2 separate regions of the Rattus norvegicus genome follow, and region 1 is linked to region 2. The links are chromatin contacts, called in public Hi-C maps. All regions are on one chromosome and are shown on one strand. The core of a region is the stretch at or near the end of the contact, and the rest is flanking DNA. Distances in the headings are between cores, read along the strand shown.

Region 1 (6,390 bases), core at 3,264-5,763, 130 kb after region 2:
TACAGGTCTACTGCCTTGACTCACTCCCAACGGTTCTACAAGCCTCCATGCTTGTGTTCAATGTACTTCCCTTGGAGAAACTCCTGGGTGGCAGCAGTGGACACTTGGGGATAGAGGAGACGTCCAGAGGGTTCAGGTCAGAGTGTGGAGGGTGCACAGCACAGCCTGGTGATTGAGAACACCAGCTTTGGATTCAGAGGTCTGCAGTCGATGCTGGCTTTGCTGCTTTCAAGATACATGGGCTGCAGCCATGGCAGAGTGGATAAAAGCACTTGCTCTGAAAGCTTGGAGACCAGACTTTAGATACCCAGAATCCATGTAAAAGCTGGACCGGTGTGGCTGCCACCTGTAACCCAGCACTCAGAAGCCAAGACAAGAGATCCAGGGCAAGCTGGCTCACTGGTAACCAGACTAGCCAGGGTCCACAAGAAGCTTTGCTTCAATAAGCAAAGCAGAGAACAACCAAGGAAGACACCTGCCATCTGCCTTAGACCGCCACATGCAGGAAAGTGTGTGCCGCTCTGAGCCTCACTTCCCCCAGCTGAAACCTGGAGGCACGCGTGTTCCTCTAGAAGACTCAGTGGTTGGGGAGTCAGGATGGGGTGACTAGATGAGTTTCCAGAACATGCCACCAATACTACCAGAGCTGGGACTTGAACCCTATGTGGTAGGCAGTTCCGTGGGAGTAGAAGGAAGGCTTATCACACGATAGCTGCATTCCTGCTTGTAGCCACAGTAGGGCTGGGGCACAGTCTTCAGAAGGTCTTGTTTTGTTCTGCCTCTTTGAGCCCACCTTCAGCTCTCTGTGCTGCCCAGTAGCAATGAACCACAGCATGGAGCATCTCAGCAGTCGTGACTGTGTTCAGATTCCACACACTGTAGGAAGAGTGAGATCACTCCCCTGTTACCTGAGACAGTTTCTCATGGTTTAAGGAAATCATAGACATAGAAACATGTGGAGGGAAATGTATAAAGTCACCGAGTCACCCTTTGCTGCCAAGGGCTGGGGCTGGAGAGTGATCTGCCTGGGCTGTCAGTGGCTATGTTGTTAGAGCAACATGATATCAGCTCTTGTGCAGAAAAATACTGCCTGCCAGAGGCCGCAGTGGTGCCAGCCTGGCGGATAGGTCAGAAGTCTGGCCGGCGTCACGGCGGCACTTTCTGTCCTTTGAAGGTCTTGGGGAAAATGAACCTTTCCAAACCCACTCAGTGTCCCCAGGCTCTGTTCCAAGATGGCTCTGCTAAGCTGAAAACTGACTCAAGTTATTTCTGAACAGACGTCAAAGTCTTTTCTCGAGTTGCTGAAGGAGTTTTTCTGGCACTCTCTTCCAACTCAAAAGCAACTAAAAAGATTTTACTCGGGCATTTTTTTTTTATTATTATTGAAAAAAAGATCAGCTCTGGGGCAGAATCTGAACATGAAAGGTTTCAGTTGGAAAAAAAGAAATCTAAGTTCTAAGTGAATATCAAGTATGTAACTTCAAGCACCTTCTCTTTGCAAGAAGGGACTCAAATGTTTACTTATTTAGTTGCTAGTAACAACCAGAATTCTCAGGCGTCCCAGAGGGCAGGCAAGAGAGGCCCCAGAGGGGCCAGCCCGCTTTCTTTGTGCCGGTGCACACGTTTAAGCCGATGCATGCTGGGAGAGTGCTGTGTTCTCAGCTGCCCCTCTCTCTGCTCTGAGCATGTCCCTGAGGTCCATCCCCATGTTAGAGGTAGTGGTGTGGGCCGTCCTTTGCAAGCAGTGACTCTGAAGCAGGAAGTGTGCTCTTCCCCCCCTCACCCCTGCCTGTGTCTCTCTTTCAGGTCGACAGACTAATGGAGCTGCATTTTAAATATCTAGGTGCAATGCAGGTGGCTGACAAGAAGATTGAAGGGGAGAAACATGTACGTACCCCTGTCCACTTCTTGACAACTCCTGACACACACTCCATGTGGTCCTTTGGGTGCCTTCTCTCTACATAGGACAGGTAGGGCAAAGGCACCTGCAGCCACAGGCCACCTAATGTCATAAGAGCAGAGCCAAAGGCTGGTGTGGTGTGCATATGTGTGAGTTACTGTTACTGTCTTAACTAAATGCCTGACAAGTTAAGGGGGGAGGAGTTCGTGCCAGCTCACAGTTTGAGGCTGTACAGTCTGTCTGTCCGTAGGCATTGCAGCAAAAGATTGAGGCAGCCTGCAGTCACATTGCACCTGCAGTCACAAAGTGGAAGGAGGCGAATGCTGGGTGGTGCCTCTCTTCCTTTCTTCTCTTTATTCATGGGACGATGCTGGGTGGATCTGCCTTCTGAGAACAGCCTCACACTCATACCCAAGTCTCTAAATCCAGTTAACTGTGAAGATTAACAGTCACAGTGTAACTACCCTTCAACAAGTGGTGAGTTTTTAGAAAGATGGATGTAGGACTAGCCAAGGTCATCCTAGGAGTCTGGGACAAGATCTGATACGAGCATAACTCTGAAACGTGCCTAAGGACAGTGCCAGGATTTGGTACCGTGGTGACCAAGTTGTATTGGTCAGTTGCTAGCTGTCATTGTCCTAAGGAAGTGGGGGAATGTGATTCTAAGGAATGGGATCCCAGCGTAAGAGCAGGAGGAAGCTGGGAAGTCAGTAGATCCAGCTGCCCATATGCAGAAGACGCATGGAATAAAGACTCCATCTCTGTGGCCAGGCCAAGCCCTAGGTTGGCCTACCTTGTACTGTCTTCTGGTGCTGCAGCTTGCTGGCGACCTAGGAAACCCATGAGCCTGGCTGGGTTTCCTTCTTGAGGGGCCATACCTACCCTTCTGTTAGCTGCTTCCCTCCCCTGCATCTCCCTGCCTCTGTATCAGTCTCCAGGCCTAGGCCCTACTCAGCACACATCTTAATTAGAGCAAGTTTTCACATTTGCCCATTGTCCAGTCTGTGTTCTGACCTACGGACTGTGTTCTGACCTACGGACACTCTCCAGTGTGTAGCTCTAATACAGTGTGAGCCCATTCCTGCTTTTTGCAGTCTGCGGCAGCCCCAAGTTTCCTTGTGATCTTGATTTTTCTGGATCTCTCAATTCTCACCTCGAAGAGACCCTGGAAGCTTTGGAGCCTCTCTAGCAGGAGTATTGGGCGCTTACCCCAGCAGTCCGCAAAACTCTGCTCCTCTGGGGTGAGCATAGGCGCCTGAGACTTGTTTCTTTGCCACTTCCACTCTCCCACACGCACAGGTCCACCTTGGCAGAGCAGTAGATCGTAACTGTTGGGACTTGCCTGTGATCTCTAAGCCTGGTCAGTGCTCGGGTGTTTGCTGATTGATTGAATTGATTGATAGGGACTCTCTTCTTCACAGAGGTACAGCTGCAGATACAGCTGCGCTTAGGCACCTAGGCACACTCCTCACCCGCTCCTTCATTCCGTCTGGAACCTGAGGAGCCCAGGGGACTGATAGAGTGCCACATAAATGACAACTAGACACAAATGAAGATTCTCTAGATCAGTGTAGGAGCAGCCATGACACTACCAGAATTCCAGCCCTGCCACGGCCCCTCATAGATCCTGTTGGAGCAGATCTCAAGTAGCAGAAGAAAGCCTGGGAGGCAGATACACCATCTTAAAGTTAGTAGTAGTCATGGCTTGTCACTGTTCCTCGTGTGACTGCTAGGTCCCTTTAACTTAATGTTTCACGTAAGGGCGCAGCCAGGTGCTTTGTTAGAACTGGGTTACACACTCCAAGGAAGACCACTTGAGTGTTGGGAACAATTTACATGTTGCTGTTAGGGTCCTTGGTGTGCGTCCCTGAAGATGATCCGGTATCTGCAGTGAAGAGGGCGTGGAATTGGTTAGTGCTGAGGGAGAGTGACGGCTGCAGCCCCACCCCCAGCCTCTAGCAGGCTACTTGTGCCACCGATTCCGGCCCTGCCATTCACTGACAAACAGCTGTCTCCTCGGTGCCAAGGCCGATTTGCTGGGCTCTGGCAAACATTCCAAGGCCATTAGTGCTCAGCAGCCTTGTGCTACTCCAAGAGCCAAGGCAGGAGGGGCACATTGGTGAGAGGCATTTGCTGCCAGCACTTGGGCTGTCTTGGCAGATGAAGCCACCTCACGGGTGTTGTGTCACAGAGCAACAGAACCTCCCTTTCACCCCTTCCTCCTGTTGTCCTCTCTCTTAAGTCATAAACAGCTGGTCTCCCTCCTCCCAGTACAGACGTTCTACCACCAAGTGGGAACTCTGCAAACATTGCTGATGTAAACACACTGGATGACAGTGACCCTCAGATTAGTAAGAAATGACTGTCTAATATTTCACTAAGCCAGCAAGGATACCCACTCTAAATAACAGAGTCAGATGTTGGCTTTCCAGTGTCTCTAAACCTAACCTTTCCCTGAAAACCTCCATTTCTCTGAGAGCTGTGCATTTCTATGTGCTTTGCACTTGACCAAGATTCAATGGAGAGAATCCAGTCATTTGGCAAATGCTGATCAGACTCCTGTTCTGGGCCAAGTGCTGGACCAGGCACTGGCCAAAGATGGTGCCAATTAGAAACCCAAGTATGGTGTGTGCTGCTGGGGAGGGCCAGGGATCCAGAGGGAGCTCAAGCCACCCTAGCAACTCTGATCCTTCCCCATGCACACCAAGTGGGGATGGGGTTTCTCAGTCTCCTCCCAACCCTGGGAGAGGAAGAGGTAAGCCAGGCCTTTCCCGGCTCTCTGCTCAGGATACATAGCCTCACTGCCCTGACCTCTGTTTTTTCCCCATGGTAGCCGTTTGTGTTTAACTAACACAAACTGGGTAGTAGCGGTATAGCAGAAGGAATGCCACACCTAGCACCCAGGAGACAGGCAGAGAGAGAGCCTTTGTGTCCTTTCCTCTGGGAGGTCCCTGTTGATGCCCAGAGTTTATTCTCTGCTTCCCTACACCTCCAGCCCTGTCCTCCTGCCTCCTGTGAGGTCAGATCTCAGAGAAATCTGTGTCCTCCTCACAGAAATATGCAGTCCCTGGCATAAAGCCTGTCCCGTCATAGCTGGTAGACAGTGTACTTGTTTGCTTCCTCTGTGCCTGTCTTTTTTGTTGTTGGTTGGTTGTGCTTTGTTTGTCTGAAGTGGGTGTGTGTGTGTGTGTGTGTGTGTGTGTGTGTGTGTGTGTGGCCCTGGTTGTCCGGGAACTCACTCTGTAGACCAGACTGGCCTTGAACTCAAAGATCCACCTGCCTCAGTCTCCCCAGTGCTGGGACTGAAGGTGTCCATGGCCACACTGCCCCAGCATGGTCTCTAGATCTTCACCCTGAGCCTGAGGAAAGGACCACTGCTCCTTGAGAGAGTTCATTGTCTGCCCCCTGGGTGTTAAGGATAAAAATACCCCCACATTGTTCCATAACTTTCATTGTTGCCTGTAATGCTTAGTTTACAAAACAGCAAAACCCCCCACAACCCCTCTCGGTGAAAACACATAAGTACGTACAAGTGGATTCTAATGTAGCTGCAACAGCACCATAGTGTTCAGTTGGTGTGGGTCTTGGTTTGTTTTGCTGCAGGCAGTGTTAGGAATGGAAGCCAGGGCCTTGCACATGCCGGGCAGCACTCTCCTGTGGAGCAGCATCTCCAGTCCTGCAGCCGTCTGCGCTGAGGAAACACACGTGTGCTTAGGAGCATGTATGGGACTCCTCCAGCACTAGATTATTTTATGCATTTTCCGTTCATAGTATATCACCACAATGATGTGTAACTGGCACAGAGCGCCGTCCATGCCTTGGGCTGGTTGGTGCCCAGTGTGTTCCCGCTGTACGCAGTGTCCTTGAGCTCCAGAGTGAAGTTGGACATACCCCAGGGGCTCCTGGTTAACAAGATTTGAACTTTTAAAGGCCGTGTAATGCTTCCAACTCTTCAGCAAGCAGCAGCCCTCGTGATCAGTAAATACCCAGGGTGCTTGTCTCAGCAGATTTCACTGGGCTCCCCAAACAGGCTGAAGCCCAGAAAAGACCAGGATCCCTGTGGGTTCAGCGTACAGAAGCTGCCTTCAGAAGCAAGACGTAATTAGATAGGTGCTGGCAGGGATTTCTGAAAGAGGGAGGAGAGCCTTAGAGAGAGGCTTTTCTTTCTTAGTTCCTGGGAAAATTATACTCAGCAGGTTTATTCAATAAAGTGTTCTCACCACATACTTCGCACCGTAATGACTTACAAATTGCATGCTAATTTTGCCACAGTTAAATCATTCCCAGCTTTATCCTGCAAAGAAAAAGATGGACTCTGTAATGAAACAGTATCCACAGGACTTGATATCTTAAGCAGACCGGCTGTTTCTTCAGCCTCCAGAACTCACTTGAAGATATGGGTGACTGGGTGGAAGAGGGGTGTGAAAGGTGGGGTGAACATGTGGGGTGCGTGACCCTGAGCGCCGGGTGGAGATCTGGCTTCCACTGTT
Region 2 (6,479 bases), core at 2,388-4,887:
ATTTTTCTTTGTTTTTCAAGACAGAGTTTTCTTTGTGGCCCTGGCTATACTGGAATAGCTTTGTAGGTTAGGCTGACCTGGAACTCAGAGATCCACCTGCCTCTGCCTCCTGAGTACTGGGATTAAAGGTGTGTGCCACCACTACCTGGCTCTTAATTTTTTTTTTTCTTTTCTTTTTTTCGGAGCTGGGGACCGAACCCAGGGCCTTGCGCTTGCTAGGCAAGTGCTCTACCACTGAGCTAAATCTCCAACCCCTTAATTTTTTTTAATTAATTAATTTATTTTATTTATTTATGTGTGTGGCTGCTTTGCCTGCATGCATGTGAACCTTCTGGGTGCAGTGCCCCTGGAGGCCAGAAGAGAGCATCAGATATACTGGGAGTAGAATTACAGTTATGATCTTCTATATGGATGCTGGGAATTAGACTTAGATTTCTCTGGAAGAGCTGCAGTGTTTTTAACCAACGAACCATCTCTCCAACCCCTAATTTCACTCTTTAAAAAAGATGTGTGCGTGTGTGCGTGGGTGTGTGTGTGTGTGTGTGTGTGTGTGTGTGTGTGTGTGTGTCCGTGCCTGTGCGTGCGCGCGCATGCTTGCTGCTGGCTCTCTCGTTAATGTTCCATTTTTTAGTTTAGTGTTGTGTGTAGTTCCTGCATTTAATTGTCATAGTTCCTCAGTTTCTATGTCAGAGTTTGAGGAATACTGGTTTAAAAGCCCACATTGTTGAAGAGTGCCTGTGTTCTTTTCTGCCAGCGACTTCTTGAGCCTCACTGGTCTTACCTTTTACTAGAGTGTGGCTGTAGCCCCAGTCTTATCCTTTCAGAGGAACTCATCCAGTCTCCCCTCAGCTCCTTCACGTACCTACCAGGAGCCCTGATTGACATTTCTTGTGTCAACTGAGCTTCTGGCCAGATGTTCGGCTATCACACAATTCTCTGCTTCCTCCTCTGCCCTCCCTCCTGTGCCCAACTTCCCATTTTAGTCAGGGCTGTCAGCTGCTCAGCTGACTTGAAAGAAGCCTTGGGGCTCTTTCTCAAAGATGAAAGAACTGGGAGATGAAAGATTCTTTCCCCCTAGACCATGCGAGCTTGTGAGCCAACTCCTTTCAGGAGCCGGGAAGGCATCTGCCTGTGTGAGTGTCTGACTCAGTCTGGGTAGGAAGAGGCCCAGTTCAAGCTTGAGAAGCTTGCATTTCCAGTGAGAGCTCCAAGGGTTTGAGATCCCAGTGCCACACAGTGCTGTCACACAGGCACCAGCAAGGCGTGGTGGGATCCTGAGGCAGACAGTTCCACAGAGGCTTCCCAGAGGAAGAAGACTGTCCTGAAGAGCCTTCTTTTTATCCTTGCTATTTTGACCACCAGCTCCTGGCTGTAGCCCTGCAAGACTGCCACACAGGGTTGCTCTTGATCACATGGAGCTGTTGTCATGGTAGGTGAGGGTCCATTTTCTTTGTACGCTCACAGACATTGCTCTTCTCTAGGCATAGAGGTAGACCCAGCAGTCACCCTCTTTCCCCTTTCAGAAAGCCTGGTTGGGGTAGTTCAGATTAACCTCCTTACTTTAGGGGGTTAAATTGGGGAACAGTATCTTTCTGTGCCCTCAGTGGGTGTCACTGTTTTCAGTTGGAGGATTGAATGTATAAAGCTGAACACGATAGAGAAGTTTTTCTGTATAAAGATGACTGCATTAGAGAATGCAGAGGTTCAGAATAGCTTGTCAGTACTGTGGGAGGAAAGAATTGGAAGCCTGTGAAGGATCTTTAATGTTTAGCATGGCAGACGAATGCAGACTGTGGGTCAGATGGCCTGCGTTTGAACCCCAGTCCTGCTGAGAGCTAGCTGTGTGACCTTGGTCCAGTTAATTAACCTCTTTAAGCCTTGGCTTTTATCTTTCAAATGGAGATCATCTAACAGGGCTATCTTTAGCTCACCATCTCTAGAAATATTCTTGTTACCATTACCATCTTTTAGAAACAAACAAGCAACCCCAAGGTCTCACTATGCAGCCCTGACTGGCTTGGAAGTCTATGTAGACCAGGCTGGCCTGGAACTCACAGTTCCTCTGCTTCTGCTTTTTCAGTGCTGGGATTAAAGGCATATGTCTCCATGTCTGTGTATCATCTATATTAAAAAAAAAAATTACAGGACTAAATGAGGCAGTGTGGCTGGTCTAGTTCCCAGTAAATGGTAGCTGTTTATTATTGATATGCCAAACAAACATGTTACAGGGAAGTAAGCCTGTCTTAAATTCTGCAAAGCTGCCTCAGTGCTACCAAGATCTTTGGCTCCTTGGAGATTTAAGCTTAGAATTCAATAAGGTAAAATGAGAACAGTTTGTCACCCACACTTGCACGGTGTAGCGTATTCTCAGTAGGCCAGAGTACAGCCCTACCCCACCACAGTGAGCCGTCACCGATAGCAAAAATTATGCCTCCAAGGCTGCTATTTGTTCCCCGGGTCTCCTCCACGGCGCTGGGAAACCACAGTTTCTGCCTAGCAGGTACCAGAGATCTCATTTACAAATCACCCCTTCCTTTATCTTTTCCTAGCCATCCTGAGGGAAGTGGGTGGTTTTGATCTGAGTCGTGTGTAGCTGGAGAGAAACTGGAATTCGGAGACGGAGCCTGAGTTCAGAGCCGCCTTTCACCTTCTCCTGAATCAGCCATTGGCCTTTCACCTGAATTGTTCAGAGCCAGTTTCTCTTCCATAGAGTTCCAGAGTGACCTTAGGGTCCCAGCTCCATTACAGGCTGGCAGGTGGGCACACAATGGGTTGTCCTTGTCCTGGGGGTTAGCAATGGTGTGTGTATGGCAGGGTGCAAGTGTGTGTGTGTGTGTGTGTGTGTGTGTGTGTGTGTGTGTGTGTGTGTGTGTGAGAGAGAGAGAGAGAGAGAGAGTGTGTTAACATGTGAGGTGTGAGTGTGTGTGAGCATGAATGTGAGTGTGTGAGTGTGTGTGAGGATGTGGGTGTGAATGTATGTGAGTGAGCAAACGAGTGATCGCGTACACACACACTACAGGAGAAAATGTTGGTATCTTCTTCATTCACTCTCCACCACCTTTTTTGAGGCAAGATCTCAGCCTGAAGCTTGCCAATTTGGCCAGATAGACTGGCCAGTGAGCTCCAGGGATCTGCTTGTGTCCACCTCCCCAGCGTTGTGATTATAGGCAGAGGCTGCTGTTTGGGGAACTGGGGTCATTATGTTGTGACAAGTACTTTACTGACTAATCCAGTCACCCGAACCCCTTGGTTTTGGTTTTGGTTTTTTAAGCAGAGTCTAGCTGTGTAGCTCAAGTTGTCTAGGAATTCATAATCCTCCTGCTTCAGCCTCCCATGTCCTAGAATTACAGGTTTACCATGGTAATTACCATGCCCAGCAAAATGTTTTTAGCCTTGTGTAAAGACATCATCCACCACAGTCCTTGTATTAACTGACCCAAGAAGGAGCTGAAACTGAGCAAAATACCTGCGTTCCAAAAGCTGGTATGATTGATTATGGAAGCAGTTGCTTGCTGTCATTCACATGCTTATTGTGTTAATGCCCAGAATCGAGAGGTGCTCAGAGGTCTTCCCAGCTGGGATTCCGCTGGACTTTAACTCATGGTCCCTCCATATCAGCGCTCTACGATGGACTGTTGGAAGGCTGTTTTCTTTGCAGCTCTGGGTTTACTGGGCCGACTTTCACTGGTTTCTCCGCCCATGGTGCTTCAGTGGAATTGCAGATTAATGATTAATGATGAGAGAAACTATTGGGCATTTTGATGTCACGTAATAGCTTAGTTAGCTGAAACGGGGGTGCAGCTGTTGGTCAGGGGGAAGACAGACCTACCAAAGATCCAGCAGAACATCGAAGCTCAGCGATAAAAGAGGGCGAGAAACGACGTTACTATTGATCAGTTGGGGGTGGCTGCGAAGGAAGCCCATAATGAGGTTTAGAAGCTGGGGCAGGTTGCATTGAACTGTGCCTACTCCCGCTTGCCTGCTGTCTGTGGAGAGTGCACTGCCGGCCTTCACTAACAGATTTTCTAGGTTTCAGAGGCCTGTTGAGGTGGGAGTGCTGAGTGAGGAGGAACCCAGAGGTTCTCATTGCACCCACCCGCCTTCTCTTACCCACGGGGAGGCTGGAGCCCAGGCAGGAAAGAACCTTGCCTAAGGACCCAGCTGCTGGCTGATGGAGTTCAGAGCAGAATTCGTCCACGATCAGGCCCCTTGTTCTCTTACATCATTTGGAAGCAGATCTTCCCAAACGTACACAGCACACGCATCCTCACCTTTTCCATCAGGGCCGTCATGAGAGCACATGTTAACTGTGCAGAGCTTTGACCACTGCCAGACCCACCCTCCCCGGCTGCCGGGCCCACCTCCCCCAGCTGCGCACTCTTCTTGGTCTGCTGCAACTGCTACAGGACTGACGACTGTGTAACCTTTTGCTGAGACCCTTTGCTTCCTTCTTTTAATGGTGTCACAGAAGACGGGTTGTTGGATACAATTTATTCTTGGTGGAACTCCTCTACAAGACACTGAGGTCTGTAAGATTACAGAAGTCATTTACGACTGGTCTCTGTTTCTTTAGTGCATTCTTCTTTGGCCTGCCACTGACATCTTGAGCACTAGAGAATGTCTCATTAACAGGACTTCCTCTGGACATATGTCCTGTTTTAGAACTGCAGCTGTTGTGGTTATCTTTTCTTTATTTTTTATGTGTGTATGTTTATGTCTGTGTACCACATGCGTGCCTGGTGTCGCTGGAGGTCAGAGGAGGGCATCAGATTCCTTAGAACTGAAGTTATGGACAGTCTGGAGTTGCCATGAGACCCTGGTGACTGAACTTAGGTTCTCACTGGAGCACCCAGTGCCCTTGACATCTGAGCCATTGCTCCAGCCCCGGTTGCCTCTTAGCTAGTGTTCACATCCAGTTTCACACACCCAGAATCCCATGAAACCTGGATCCCAGCAGACGTCAGAGACTCAGGACGCCTATTCCTGGCCCGTTGGTGCCTTTCTTGTCCTCGCCGCTCTCTGGCAGGCTCTCCTTCCACGGCTCTTTGCACTCCTGTGCACATCATGGTGTCTTTTTGTAAATTGGTCTGCATGCGTGCTGTCTGGCTCCCAGCATCAAGAACATAAGAATGGACCTGGACCACCTCAGGTGATGTGTCTTCTCCCTGGACCTTTAAGATCTGGGTTTTGGCCACAGCCCATTGGTGGTCATTATGTCCAGCCTACCTGAACCTTCTGTAAGAGGATGGTTTGGGTAAACCCCACTCAGGAAGCCCTCTGGTCTTCCAGTTCTAGGGCAGTCTGCAAGTTCTCCATCTTGACTCTGTTTCCCTTTGTTATTGTTTCCTAGTCATATACTAGGGCTTGGCAAAGAGAGGGGACATTGTTTACTCTTGTTTCCAGGGCACCTGGCATATGCTCAGAGTCAGGCTGTGAGCCAACCCAGATTTTCAGGGGTTAGTAAATTTTATGTGGATTAGTGGTCCATATTGAACCTTTTGTTCCTTAATTGTTCTACACACTCATTAAATGCCAACTACATGTAAAGTATTACACTAGACTTTGGTCAAAGCCCCTGTCTGTATGGGGCTTATATCCAGGGAGTGGAGACAGACAGTAAGCCTGAAGAACAAGTAAATAAGAATATGCAAGCAGAACAAGTGAATAAGAAGATGATTCAGATGTGTTGCAAAGAGAAAACATGGCAAATATAACTGTAGCAGTGACTGGTATTTACCTGAGAAAGTTCTAGAGGGCCTCTTGAAGGGATGGTATTTGAGTTGAGAACGAAGTAATGGGAAAGCCAGCCATATGAAGGACTGTGTGAGCAGCAGTGCAGGCTGGGAACAACCAGCACAGGCCCCAAGGTCAGCCCAGAGGAGGGAGGACCCAGCTCTGCCCTTTCTCTTCGGTGTAGTGGAAGTCATTAGGGCTCTTAAGCTGTGGAGTGACACAGTCTGGCTCAGACAAGAGGCTGTGGAGGGACAATCTGGCCGGCATGGCTGCTGAAAGGGTGCAGAGTCCACCTTTGTGCTGTACGGCCACAGCTGACGCCATGCTCTCCCTTGGATAATTGCTTTCCCGCCTCTGTTGTTCCCGGCACATTTCATCTGTGTTGTGGACTAATCAAGAGGCAGCTCTCTGCTAGTGCCAGCGTTGGCACCGAGTGTGGGCAGAGTGCCCTTCATTGAGTACCCTGGCCTGAGAGAGTGAAGAAAGCATCCCTGGCAGGCCTCGGACCGCACAGCTGACCCGCAGCACCTGCGCTTTGCGGGAGGCTTTGGAACTGTGAACGCTGTGCTCCTGCAGAACAGCTGCAGAGGGCCGGAGCTGCTGATTAGATGTCGCTGCTGATCTGCCCAGACCTGCCGCCATCCCCTCCAAGCCTGCTCTCACATGGCAGTGGGTAATTAGGGGCACGGCCATTCCTAGGACTCCCAGCGCATCTTTTGCAGCTGGCTTGGGGTGGCAGGGCTGGG

The links. Hi-C and Micro-C count contacts between places; a contact is called where the count stands out from the background.
Region 1: a Hi-C map of liver shows a contact between it and region 2, with 3 times the contacts expected there. The contact joins two enhancer-like sites. A contact is called at or near these places in 2 of 12 Hi-C or Micro-C datasets (hepatocytes and liver).

The regions. Positions count from the first base shown.
Region 1 is chr3:166,947,303-166,953,692 of GRCr8, forward strand. It overlaps Ctnnbl1 (catenin, beta like 1), which reads left to right. Exons shown (of 16, transcript NM_001024870.1): 13 at 1,807-1,887. Among named protein-coding and RNA genes, the nearest start is that of Vstm2l, 41 kb to the right of the region's middle. Within about 2 kb of position 4,514, at least 25 of the 93 cell types and tissues checked have an H3K27ac peak or open chromatin away from gene starts, as enhancers often do. A contact at or near this core is called in liver, where this site is marked.
Region 2 is chr3:166,816,129-166,822,607 of GRCr8, forward strand. The region is part of intron 1 of Ctnnbl1 (catenin, beta like 1); the gene reads left to right. Among named protein-coding and RNA genes, the nearest start is that of Ctnnbl1, 11 kb to the left of the region's middle. Within about 2 kb of position 3,638, at least 3 of the 93 cell types and tissues checked have an H3K27ac peak or open chromatin away from gene starts, as enhancers often do. A contact at or near this core is called in liver, where this site is marked.